Linked DNA regions of Gossypium raimondii: region 2 is linked to region 1. A link is a contact called in public Hi-C data. All regions are on one chromosome and are shown on one strand. Each heading gives the region's core, a stretch centred on a gene start, on an enhancer-like site or on the middle of the called end of the contact. The rest is flanking DNA. Distances are from core to core; before and after follow the strand shown. Region 1 holds the start of LOC105791300 (transcription factor MYC2). Region 2 holds the start of LOC105791303 (cytochrome P450 78A3).

Region 1 (6,767 bases), core at 2,360-4,859:
TAGGTGTCTTTAATCTTGGTGTGAATATGTTCATATAAAGTTGTTTTGGTCATGTGATATAAACCTTATTTAAGTGTTTGAATCATGGCATGAATGAATGTAAATGATTAAGAAGAAATGATAAGTTTGGCATGAGTTTTATATATGAACTTATGAATTTGAATGCAAATTAGTTGATGTGTCATGTGAATTGAAGTTGATAATTGAATTGTGGTGTCAATAAGGACACATTGGTTAGGCACTTAGGTTGATTGTTTTGGCATGTTTTAGGCTTGTTTAAAATGTGTTTTTGAAGTATGGATATGGTTGATTTTGATTTGGCTTGGAACCTAAGTGTTGGAAAAGAAAAATAAAGTAGAAAAGAAGAGGAGAAGAAGCGGGAGAGAGAAAGGAAAGGTGGATCGTTTGGTGCTTCTCCGATTGGTGATGACTCAGAGGAAATGAAATAGCAGAAGGAAAAAGTTGACCGGAGAACAAAGTTGGCGGCGGCTAGGGTTGGCAAAGAGAGGTGGAGAAGAAGAAGAAAAGAAAAGAAAAATAGAAATGGGAAAGAATAAAAGAAAAGGGAAAAATGAGAAAAGGAAAAAGAAAATGACATCATCATGATGTCATTATGCCACATGTCACAATTTCATTATGCCATTTGTCTCAAACTTAACGGTGTTAGAAAAAGTACCAAACTAGTAGTAGAAAAAGTACCAAACTAGTAGACGGAAAAAAGTTCGGGTACCAATCTGAGACAAAAAAAAATCATAAGTATCAATATGGGAGAAGTGGACAAGTTCGGATACAAATTTTATATTTAACCCTAAAAAGAATATAAAATAAATAATTATACGACGGTTGAATTGTTAGAGGCGTGCTATGCTGTTGGTTACATAAAATATTATGTAATTTGTAAATATCCACACATTCAATACATGAGTAATTTAACATGTCATGTAAATTCCATAAATGAGCTCAAGAGATAAACGATTTTAAGATGTGTTCTATTTTCATGAGTGAGGATCAAATTTCTGATCATACGATTAAAAGATGATGTGAGCAACTATCACACTATATTTCATAATTAGTTGTGAATACTTAACACTCACGTGGAGCTAGTATTTATTTAATGCGAATTTTTGAGTTTTATTCTAATTTTCTCTCAATTATAATTATGGGCCACAAATTTTTCCAAGGCTAAAATTAAATTATAATTTTTATAAAAGCTAAAATGTAATTTTATTAATATTTCATGATGACTAAATCATAATTTTAACATATTTGAAGAACTAAAGTGCAATTTCATCATATATAATTAATATTGGTCACCAACTTAGTTATAAAAGTATAGACTCCTTTTATATATTCTTTAAATAAAAGAGTTAAAATTACAAATCCATGTTGAGTAGTATTAAAATAAAAATTCATTACCATTTCATCTATATTCATTACTAAATAAATTTTAAACAAAAAAAACATTTTACTTCACCCTCGAATGTGAAAATTATATAACTTATTATATAAAGACATTGCGAATGTGTTCTATCTGAAACCCTAAATCTGTATAACCTGATTGAAACACTAGGGTGGTTTTAGAATTGCGCTAGGGATCACTGTGTAATGGATGCCTTGTTTAAATGTGATTAAAAGAAGTATTTCATGTTTTAATTGTTTGGAGACATGAAAGACGCAATCCTAGTCTAATAGCATCCCAGAGTGGTTTGAATTTGTTCTGTTTGATGGATACATAAAAATATGTAATCAAACAAGCATATCGTTGGGTAGTTGAAAGGCAAAGAAATTAAGTTTATAAAGCAGGAAGAGTGATTAGCTTATGATTAATAAAGCCGATTGTGATGGCCATAGGATAGGAACTCTCAAGAAGAAAATGATTTCACTTGAAAGTGGAGGAGAATAAGTAGTAATGTTACATTTATATGGCTTGGCTTCATGATAATCCATATTAAGAAAGGAAAAGTTTGATATATAACTTCAGTGAAGAAGCAGCAAATTCAACTGCATCTCTGAAAGATAGCAGTCCTCAACATCTCCTCGCTTATAAATCCAGCAGGTAGTATGACAACAACATCTTGAAGCACTAGCTCATTCACGGTTGATACACTGGCATGGTGCACATGAAGCTCTAGGTCTCTAAGGGCATCCATCAGTCTCGCAGCTGGGTAATTGACATCTGGACACTGAACTCGGATCATGGCTTCTGACCCTATAATCTTGACATCAACTTCCATTGTATTTGGTCCATAATCATAGGTCGGCCTTGTACTGTCAAATGTGGATGCATTTCTTTGGTTATTCGAAACATTGATGGCATTCAACTTGGCTTTTTGGGATTGAACTTTGAGTTTAACATCCAGTTTATCAATCTGAGATCTGAGCTCCTTGATGTAGGCTACTGCATCTGAAAGCAAAGATGCTTTGTCCATCTTGGACACGGTAGGAACCACAGATCGAAGTGCATAGAATCGATGATTAAGTTTCTCACGCCGTAGCCTCTCTGCTTCCACGTGGTTTGAAGGGGTTGTTTTTCCAGTCCCCGACTTTCTTCCTCTCTTCTTCGACCCAACGCTGAACTCCATCTCAGAATCAGCACCGGAGTCCGATGACAAGGGGCGTAATAAAACGCAATTGTCCTTCTTGGCCTCAATTTGTTGCTTTCGGTCATCAAGAATCCACTCCTTTTGATCACTTGCAACCTTGCCGAAATCAAGAAAAGGGACAGTTTGGGTTGACATTTGGAGCTGAGATTCAAGGCCAGGATGCTTGGAACCAAGACAGTTAATCTCAGAACCGAAGATTGATTTTGCAAGTTGCACTAAGCTCCAATTCTCTTGGATCATTTCTGAAGATCCCAATTCAACTACCCCGAAGGAAGTCGAAAGGAAGACTAAGGTCTGGATTCCTCGCATTCGAGCTTCTGTGACTCGCTCGCATTCATACAGTTGGAGCTCCTGATCTCCACACAACCAAATATAGGAGCCTGAGCCGAAAGCCTTCCCAAGAATGTCATCTCCTATAGCAAAAGATCGGTTTACTGATACGGTGTAATACCACTCGTAGTCAGTGACATCGCCATCCACCATCCTCTCAATGTCTATCTCTTCACAGAAAACGGATTGAATCTCTTCCCCCGATCTTCTTCTCCCAAATCTGGGTTGGCTTAGCTTATTTCCGGATTTGCCTGCAAAACCCTTGGTCCCTTGGAAATATCCATCACCCCAAGAAAACACGAGGCGGCCATGAGCATCCCTGGAAGCTTGCCAGAAGATGGAGTATACCCACCATTCAGGCCTGCTTTGGACGATGAACTGGAGGCGCTGTTGCAGCGTCGGCGGAGGGGCGTCTAGGCCGAAGCTAATCATCGAAGATGAAGAAGATGATGACATAATACTGCTGCTCCCTGATCCAACCCAATTTCTTTCTGATAAGGTTTTCCAAACTACTAAAAGCTAAGTAACCCAAAGAGGGATTCGGCGGCAGCAAGCTAAAATATACGAGGAGAAATTAAAGGGATCAGCAGCAAAGACAAAAGGGCAATGGTGTGGGGGCGTTCGGGGAAAACAAGAATTTCCTGGGCATTAAAAGGCCATCCGTGTGGGAACTGTTTTTTGCGCATGCTTGGCACCTTTATCACGTGAAAAATCCTACTATAGGCTGAGCTCCAAAGTTGAAGATGTGATGTGATATTGATGCGCATCGTCTCTATTCGTTGCGAGGTTCAGGCTTCCTCTGGGGTCGCACCTTTCGCTAGTCATTTCCAAATTCGATTCACTACTTCTGGACATTTCAATCTTCAACTCGTCTTCTAGTACTAGTGTTATAATCACTTTTTATTTTTAAGACTTTTCAAATTTTAAAACTAATATAATTAAATTAATTTTATTAAATTTAAGTTTATTATAATATATATTTTAATTGCAGTACTATCAAGTAAGTATATTTTATTTCAAAATATCACATCAATTAAAAAATTAATAGTATTAACAAAGTAGATGAAAAGCGAGAGACTAAATTTTAAAAATAAAAATACGAAGATTAAATTCAAAATTTGTGAAAAGCATAAGAACTTATAACATATTTCGGATAAAAGTATAAAAAGCTCCTATATTAGAGTCAAATTGTATTTTACCATCTATATAGAAAAATGGGGATATTAGTTTCTTTACAAGAAATGAAAGAGCAAACTAATCTTTTATTCTACTATTAAAAAGCTGGTCATTAGACGTTAACATGAAATACGCGTCAAATAAATAAAATTTTAATAGATTTAATACAAAAGAATTAATTTTACTCATTTTTAATAAAGAAGCATAATGGAATTTAATTTTAACACAAAAATTTCATAATATGTTTTATTATATTTTTAAGTTAAAATTATATTTTAATTATATATGTAAATAAGTGATTTAACAACTCAATGTCCCAACTTTTATAAGAGTTATGTGGCCAAGAAAACAATCTGAAAATCACAGGCTTTTAACTTATATTATCCACTCATTTTTAATTATTTGACCCTAAATCTTAACTACTAACTGACTATCCGGCCTTTATAAAGAAATGTCAATTTGTCAATAAGAAAGTTCAAAATCAGTATCAAGGTGTAAATGTTTAGAGTTATTCGTTTTACGATTTTCGTTTTCCTTTTGTTTTTAATGAAAAGAAAATATTGAATAAAACGTGTTTAGTTGAAAGTTTTAAAATATTTTAGAAAATAAAAATATGGAAATTAAAAAAAATTTTTAATTGTTTTCATTAAAATTATTTATAAAATTAAAAGAAATTGAAAGCAATGGTTTTCTAACTTTGGTTAAGTACCAATTGAATTAATTTATTATTATTTGATAAATTACAACAATAAAAATAATGCTCCTATCAAACATATCATAAATGAATTGACATTAGTTCAATTCCATATAAACGCAAAAAAAAATATTTTTTTCAGCAAATTTTAAATAATAAATTTGTGACTCTGATACAATCCACATAAATATAATATTTTTTATTTTATTTCTCAAGTTTCTATTATAGTAAGATAGGTGTCAAACATGCTTTCATTATTAAAAGAAATATTTTTATTTACTAATGTGTTTTCCAATTTTCAGAAAATAAAAAAATGTTTTTAAAAATAAAAATAAAAACAAAACAAAATAAAAATATATTTAGAAACCAAACTGAGTCTTAATTTCCACTTCATGTACTAGAGTTTTTTTTCCCTTTTGGGATAAAATGCAATATGAAGTTATGAATAAAAAATTGAGATTCTTTTTTGAATTAAAGACCACAAACGGTAATTCCATTTATCAAATCAAATAATATTTGCATTTACAAGATCACGAAGACTGTGAAGGTAATCCACTCCAAAACGGTGCTCGTTGTCAGAAAAAAAAAAAAAAAACTAAGCCCATGTAGCTAAGTATATCAATGACTTTATTGGCCAATCTACAAGTCAAAGTAAAGCATTAAAGTCTAAAAACATATAGTGAGCCTTAGTAACAAATTTTTCTAGCAAAGACATATTAGTGTTACATGGGAAAACTAAGAAATTATAAAGTAAGAATTTGATTCAACATCAAGGCACAAGCCTTTGCTCAATTCGACTCGAAACAATCAAGGGCTTTCATTGCAACTCCACCCAAAACCAAACCATCCTCGTCTAGCACTATACATCCAAGCCCCTTTATGTGTCACAAGTCACGGATTAAAGCCCGTGACAAATGCACATAGAACGTCCCATGGTGGTCAACTGAATAAATGAAGCTCATTTTGGCCCACTTGAATTGGCCTAGTTTGTAGAACATGTGGAAAAGCCTATCTACTTGAAGCCTTGGTGGCCCAGTGGAACACTCCCATAAAACTAGAGTTACCATGGTAAATATTGTAATTCATAATAGATAAGATTGTATAAATTTTAAATCCTTTTGGACTCTCATATTGTAGATAGGCTTTGATCTTGACCATCGATGTAATTTAAACTATACTGTTGGATTTAAGGGAGCTCAATTATAAATAGAGGCATTCCCCCTCATTTGTAATCACCCCATTTAGTTGTATTTCTTCAAAGTAATAGAAACATTTTGAGAGCATTTACTTAAACACTTGGTGTGCTTATTTTTCTTATGGCTTTCTGTTTGGTTTTTGCTTTTTCGCTTGAGAGTTTGCTTTTGCTTTATTTTGGTGCCTTAGAGAATTTCCATTCAGAATTATCATATTTTGAGAGTTAGGCTGACTTAGGCAGATTTGAAGCTAAGTTTTTGTCTAAGGCTACAGGGTTTGCAAGACTTAAGTTCTAGCCCCATGATAGTTATGCATGTATTAGCACCACATGTAACATTGACATTAATCTTCACATGACCTAAGCTTGGGTAGACTATCATTGAATTTGTAGTTGTCTTGGAAAGATTGTTCGATGAATCAAATTATGGACACAAAATTCTTTATTAGTGATTACACAAAATTTAGTGCTATGTAGGGAGTAGGGAGTAAGATTCCTATAGCTTCCACAACAACATGCATAAACTAGGCACAATATAGGTTCATGTTGAACTAGGTTGCGAGCAATCTTAATCGCTGAAGTATTATCACAATATAGGTTCATTGAACCTTGCGGATAAATGTCTAATTCTTCAAGCAATTTCTTCAACCACAACAATTCACATACTCTAAAAACCATGCCTTTGTATTCTGCCTCTGCACTTGACCTTGTAACGACTGGTTGTTTCTTACTTCTCCAAGTTACAAGGTTTCCTCCAACGAAAGTGAAATAA
Region 2 (6,767 bases), core at 2,472-4,971, 170 kb after region 1:
TAGCTTAATTTTGCTAATTTTTCTCCTTCCCCTATTTTTGTGCCACCCATGCCTTTTAACCTAGGTATAAATATCACTTTTTCACTTATTTTTCAACCTTAAGTCAATTTTTCTCCTACCCTAGTTGTTCTCCTCTCCTCTCTTTTTTTTCCTCTCAAAGTTTCTTTCTTTCACTAGGATTTCATCACAATTATGCCGGCCCATTGTTAGATTTTTTATTTTTTTTCCAGCCACCCTATTGAATGTCTTTGGCCGATTGCTTTAAAGTTTGAATGGGAGTTTTTGGTTACTAATTTTTAGGGATTAATTATGTTTAGGTGATGCTTTAAACTTCCTGGATCAACAGTGACTACAGATCTCGTTCGCGTGTATGTTTCGCATCAAATTAGTGTAAGTAGCCTAGTTGATTTGGATCTGAAAATTGTTATGGTAACGTTGATTTGATTGACCTTTAAGAGGTTGTTTTAGGGCTTATTTGACAAGGTTTTAACTTGATAAATATTGTATTTTAATTTTAGGTTCAGTTTAAGTCTAAAGGAGGAATTGTGGGTTTCACAAGTACTGCTATGGTTGTGCAAAAATAAGGTGTGGATTCTAACCTATAAAATTTAAATGTTAAATAATGTTTTTTTAATACTTAGAATGATGGTTAAGATTGCTGGTCAGACTTAGTTAAATGGCTAAGTGATTTTAAGGTGGCCGAATCAGGTACATTTTGAGCCCTAGTTAAATGGCATGTTTGCAAGGTTGCATGAGTGATTAAATGTTTGAATGTCTGGTATTGGTATGAATTAATATGAATTATTTTGTGATATAATACATGTTGGTTGTATGAGTAGCATGTATTAGAATGAAAATAAAATGTATGTTTGGGTTAAATGCTATGAAATATATTGAATGAAAGACTGCTACACATGCATTGGAAATTTGCTTATGAATGATAATAAAACTATGGCATGTTGGAATGTAATCATATTGATGGTGAAACTGAATGATTGATAAATGTTATTACCGAACGGAAGTGAATGTTTTTATGAGAGCATGCAAAACATACTATTGAACTGAGAATGTAATATAAACATGATTTTGATTGAAATTTATATGGCATATCGCATGTTCATGGGTTGGGATTATGTGGATGACGGGGGAGTTCCGTGGAGTAATGGCGGCATATTAAGTCAGCATATATGTTGTCAGTGCACTACACTAGGAGTAATGAGGAGAATGACGATTATATTGCATTTATTTTGAATGGTAGTATATCTGCATTACGTATAATGGTGGTTTAACCACATCGAGCTCAGCTCGCAATGTATGGAGTTTGGCAGATGAGTTATGGGGAACTCGTTGTGTGTAGCGGATGGTTAGGGTAGAAAATCATCATGCATTATGTTTTGTCCGTGACACTTTCGAATTGTAATGTTTATGCTATGTTTGTGTCACAATGTTATTAATGGCGAATGATATTTGAATGTTCTTATTGTTTAGACTCACACTGAGCTAGTTAGCTCACCCCATAGTTTCAACCATCTCAAGTAATGCTCGAGACTAAGATCAGACATGGCATGCGGACATACGACGAACTTCGGACTTATAAATTATTTTGTTTATTTTTTTTCTAAATTTATTTGGCTTTTGGACTGTAAATTATTTGGTCTGTGGTTTGGGTTTTCTCTTTGTTTTGGGGTTTTTATGCATGCATACTCATCTCACTGATTGGATTTAGATGCTTATTTTGAAACCGAACAATACATGCTACTCGAATTAAATTAAAGTCATCATATTATCCTGCCGCAAAATCCGTACTTAAATTTTTGAAAAGTAAATTATAAGTCAAATATGTTTCCAAAATTAATAAGAACTTTTGTTTAATTAGATATAATTTTAAACTCGGTAACACTAACGTTTTTATAAAATAAAAGCCATTACGGTTTTCTGAAAATAAGCAAACACTTTAAAAATAAATTTCTAAAAGTTTGGTTGTTTTTATTTGGTCATTTCGGTGGTTAATGTGACCTCCAAAATTCGGTCGCAAAGTCTAAATCGAGTTTAAAGTGCTACAATTTAATTAGAATTTTTTTAAAAAATAGGAATTTAATTAAACCTTTTTTAAAAACTTTCAAAAAGAAATAAAAACTTTCAAAAACTTTAGAGAAAGCCTAATTAAAATATTTGAAAAAGTTTGAGAAAAAAAAATCAAAATTTTGGAGGTGCAGCAAGGATCCGCCTTTGAGTGGGGGTGGTTGTCCTAAAAGCCCAAAGCCATTTCATTGGGACCTTAGAAACCACTGGAGCAAGTGATGAACATGAAAGAGGACAGATAGAGAATGCAAGGAACACGTGGCGATGAGGCATGGAGGGTGGGGTGGGATTCGGCTACTCGCGATAGTGGGGTACGGCCTAAATCCAACCCAGATTCGTGGGTTCATTTCAATTTCAAGGGCACGATAGCAACGTCTCCACACGTGTTAGCGTCAAGTAACTTTTATTCAGCTCACCCGCATAAGATTTTTCTTCTGTTGTAAAATAAACAAGAATAAAAACTACTACTTTAGCATCAAAGATCTTTGTTGGGCCGTCAAGATCTTTCGGCCACTCTCATTTCCAAATCCGTGTGGCTCAACTTCCACGTTTTAAATCGCCAAAATGGTTCAAATTCACATTTTTCAGTAGGAAGTATATTTACTGATTATATCATTTATGAAATATCACACCTTTAATAAATATATAAGAATCATTTCTCTACAAAAAAATATATTTTTCATAAAAACAAATCCTACCTGAGGAGACAAATAAACTGCATGAGGAGAGAATTAAAGGGATATTATATTTCTTTATTTTTTTAAGGTGGTCTCACTTGAGTTAATTATTATGAATGGGTTTGGATGACTGATGTGTTTATCTGTAGTTAGTATAAAAATAACGGTGACGATATTAAATACTATAACGATATTGTAGCGTGAGACAAAAAGTAAACTAAACGCACTTACCACCCATCCAAACTCACCCCATATATATAACTGTCTTAAAAATGCTTGTTTATTTTGCTAATTTTAATCAAATACTAATTAACATTCACCAATGCCGCTGCTAGTTTGTTTTAATGATTCTTGCTCTTTTAATTTCTTTTTCGAAAAACTTAAAGAGTTACTTTCATGAATTTTTTTATAACCATGTAAAAGTTTTGTGTCCATGAGATTATAAAAAAGAAGTAAAAAGAAGAGAAAGATACTACATCGACATGATTGGGTTTGAAAAAGAATGATATTTGATTAATGTGGCCTGGAAGTGGAGGGCTCGCTGAGGACCACCACATACACCGCCGATGCCTAAATTCTGAGAGCGATGCCAAATTCATTAACATAGCGAATCGGAATGGCTGCCTTGTTCAATTATTACCAGTAATACACTGCTACTAGCCTTCGATATTAGTGGTTTGATAGCTGTGGATCGAAAAAGATAGAATGGTAGAAGCTAGGGGCTTACGTGTTCCAAGAAAATGAACCCCACGAGCAGAAACGACTGTGGGGAATGCAAGGGGCCCCATGCTCATGAATCCTCGTTTTCGGTTTTGCTAGTGGCGGCGCACAATGATATCGATTTTAACTTATCGATTTTGTTTAATTACGTTATAATGTTGATATATGCCGATCCGTGTGGCATATCTCATAATGCTTCTGTTTAACCGTTACTCTTGTAGTCCACAAAAAAAAAAAAAAAATCTCTATATAAGCGACGCTCTCATTTCATAGTCTCAACCAGAAGAGGAAACAAACAAACAAACAAAATATCATCCGCCATTTTCCTGATCTCCATGGAAACCAACTCTGATTGCTTTTGGCTTTTGTTTATTGCTTCCAAATGCAAAACTTTCTCCTCTCAAAACTCCATTTGGCTTCTTCTTTTACTTTGCATGGGTTGGCTGGGTATGACCCTCTGTTTTTGGTTGTACCCTGGAGGTCCTGCCTGGGGTAAGTATCATTGGCTCCGCAAGAGAGGTGCCACGAAGCACAATAACATCATTCCAGGGCCACGAGGTTTCCCAGTGCTGGGAAGCATGGACATCATGCTTAATCTGGCTCACCATAAAATTTCTGCAGCAGCTAAGTGTTTTGATGCTAAACGGCTCATGGCCTTTAGCTTGGGTGATACAAGGGTTATGGTTACATGCAACCCTGATGTAGCCAAAGAGATTCTTAACAGTTCCGTTTTTGCTGATCGTCCAGTGAAAGAGTCGGCATACAGTTTAATGTTCAACAGAGCCATTGGTTTCGCTCCTTATGGGGTTTACTGGCGAACCCTCAGAAGAATTGCTGCCACACATCTATTTTGTCCTAAACAAATCAGCTTCACCGAGGCACAGAGGTCTGATATCGCCTCTCAAATGCGTTCTATAATAGCATGTCGGGGTGGAACCGGAGAAATCTCCGTACGGGATATACTCAAGAAAGCATCTCTTAACAACATGATGTGCTCGGTGTTTGGCAGCAAGTATCAACTTGGTTCGTCAAATACTGAAACTGAACAACTCAGCCAGCTTGTCGAAGAAGGTTACGACCTATTAGGGAAGCTCAATTGGTCTGATCATCTCCCATGGCTCGCTGGTTTAGACCTTCAAAAAATCCGGCTTCGATGCACCCAACTTGTTCCCAAAGTGAACAAGTTTGTGAGTAGAATCATTCAACAACATAAACTGCAACCTGAGACAACAAACCATGATTTCGCGCACGTTTTACTTTCTCTTACTGGACCTGATAGACTCTCGGACAACGATATGATTGCCGTACTTTGGGTAAGCAACAAAGCAAGCAATTTTATTTTATTTTTTTATAGGCATGGTTTTTTGCTTTCTAGCTGTGATGGGAAAAGAGTCGAAGATGGAATCTTGGATCAGTTTGATGATTAGATTACGATAATATGTACATTTTCTTAGCTTTTAAGTACAATTAATTGCTTTGTCCTAATTACGCAGGAGATGATATTTAGAGGAACGGACACTGTGGCGGTTTTAATAGAGTGGATACTAGCGAGAATGGTGCTTCACCCGGAAATCCAGTCAAGAGTGCAGGCGGAGCTTGATGAAGTTGTGGGGAAATCACGAGCGTTAATGGAATCAGATATTCAATCGATGGTTTACCTGCAGGCAGTAGTGAAGGAGGTTCTGAGGCTGCACCCACCTGGCCCACTTCTATCATGGGCCCGGTTGGCAATCACAGACGCTACTATTGATGGATATCACGTGCCTGCTGGGACCACAGCCATGGTTAACATGTGGGCCATCACCAGGGACCCAGAAATTTGGGTGGACCCACTCAAGTTCATGCCAGAGAGATTCGTGTCCAAGGACAGTAGTACTGATGTGGAATTCTCGGTGTTAGGGTCAGACCTCAGGCTGGCGCCATTCGGGTCAGGCCGTCGGACTTGCCCAGGTAAGACGTTGGGTTTGGCCAGTGTTAACTTTTGGGTGGGATCCTTATTGCATGAATTCGAGTGGGTGCAATCGGATGCTAATCCAGTTGATCTCACCGAAAGGCTTAGGCTCTCCTGCGAAATGGCTAACCCTCTTAAGGTCAAAGTGCAGCCTAGGCGCAGATGAAATGATAATCGCACAATTTATGATGGTTCAATCTGAGATTATATACTATCCTTTTTTAGTAACCAGTTGTTAGATATATATGGTAAGATTTAAAATGTATATATCTCGATGTTTTCTCTAGAAATATCAATGTTTCCTGACCTACGTCCCTACTATATATATGGATAATACTACGTAATTTTATTTAACTGCAATAAGGTTTTGATCGTCTCACTTTTCATTTCTTTTTTCAATTTCCAAAGGCAACAGTAGGGAGGCTTTGGTATGGAAAGTTATAACTTTTCAAGGAATGTATTGGTTAGAATGTTATTCTAACATTTGGGATGAAAAATTAATTTACCTTTATTAGAATGTTTTCTACTAAGTTACTTTTATCACCAGCAATGAAAATTGATTCTCTTAATAATTGGCGTAAAAGTTATTTTTCCATATAGAAGGAAAGTAAAAGAACAAAATTATCCTTTCAATTTATTCAATCTAAAATAAAAAACACAATTGTTGCTTGTTTTCTCTTTTTCAGTTGCTACAACTTCGATTCATTATTCTAAAGCTTAAAACTTCAAATTTAAAACACAATTGTTTTCTCGTTTTCTAGTACATAAAACTTAAAACCTGTAAAATTATATAATTGTGAGAAAATAAGCTCTTCATAGATAATATCCTATTGCTCCAGCAACAACATTAACATCACCTACTCTCAAATCCAATTTTTAAATTAATTCATTGCCTAACTTTCTCGTCAACAAAAATTTATGGCATGCCACCTTAGCAAAGCTTACATAAAAAATTATGTGTTAAAAAAAAATCTAACCGCTATGGAAAAATATGTTACATCTAAATCAAACTACTAGTTTAAAATTAGCAGAAGATATTCAACTCATATATATAATATATGAATATACTTGAATTTATACCTACAAGGTAACGAGGAAAAATTATAAATTGTAAACTTTTATAACCTTGACTTAACGTGTAAGGTCTTTTTAATGTGTTCATATAACGGATTAGATCAAAACTTGAGAGAATCATACTTTGTTAATAATAAAGATTATTGAAAATATTATTATTAAATATTTAATTTAAATAATTATTAATGATAAAATTTATTTAAAATATTAAAATACATTAATATTATTTTTATTTAATAAGGATAATTTTGTTAAGTAACCTT

The links. A called contact is a pair of places that touch in the nucleus more often than the background predicts.
Region 2: a contact with region 1 is called in a Hi-C map of leaf, with 2.3 times the contacts expected there. The contact joins the promoter of LOC105791303 here to the promoter of LOC105791300 in region 1. A contact is called at or near these places in 2 of 2 Hi-C or Micro-C datasets (both in leaf).

Annotation. Positions count from the first base shown.
Region 1 is chr8:34,906,411-34,913,177 of ASM2569854v1, forward strand. LOC105791300 (transcription factor MYC2) reads right to left here and starts at 3,610. Exons shown (of 1, transcript XM_012619320.2): 1 at 1,787-3,610. The coding sequence starts at 3,389. The coding sequence ends at 1,998.
Region 2 is chr8:35,073,044-35,079,810 of ASM2569854v1, forward strand. LOC105791303 (cytochrome P450 78A3) reads left to right here and starts at 3,722. Exons shown (of 2, transcript XM_012619321.2): 1 at 3,722-4,792; 2 at 4,973-5,803. The coding sequence starts at 3,815. The coding sequence ends at 5,596.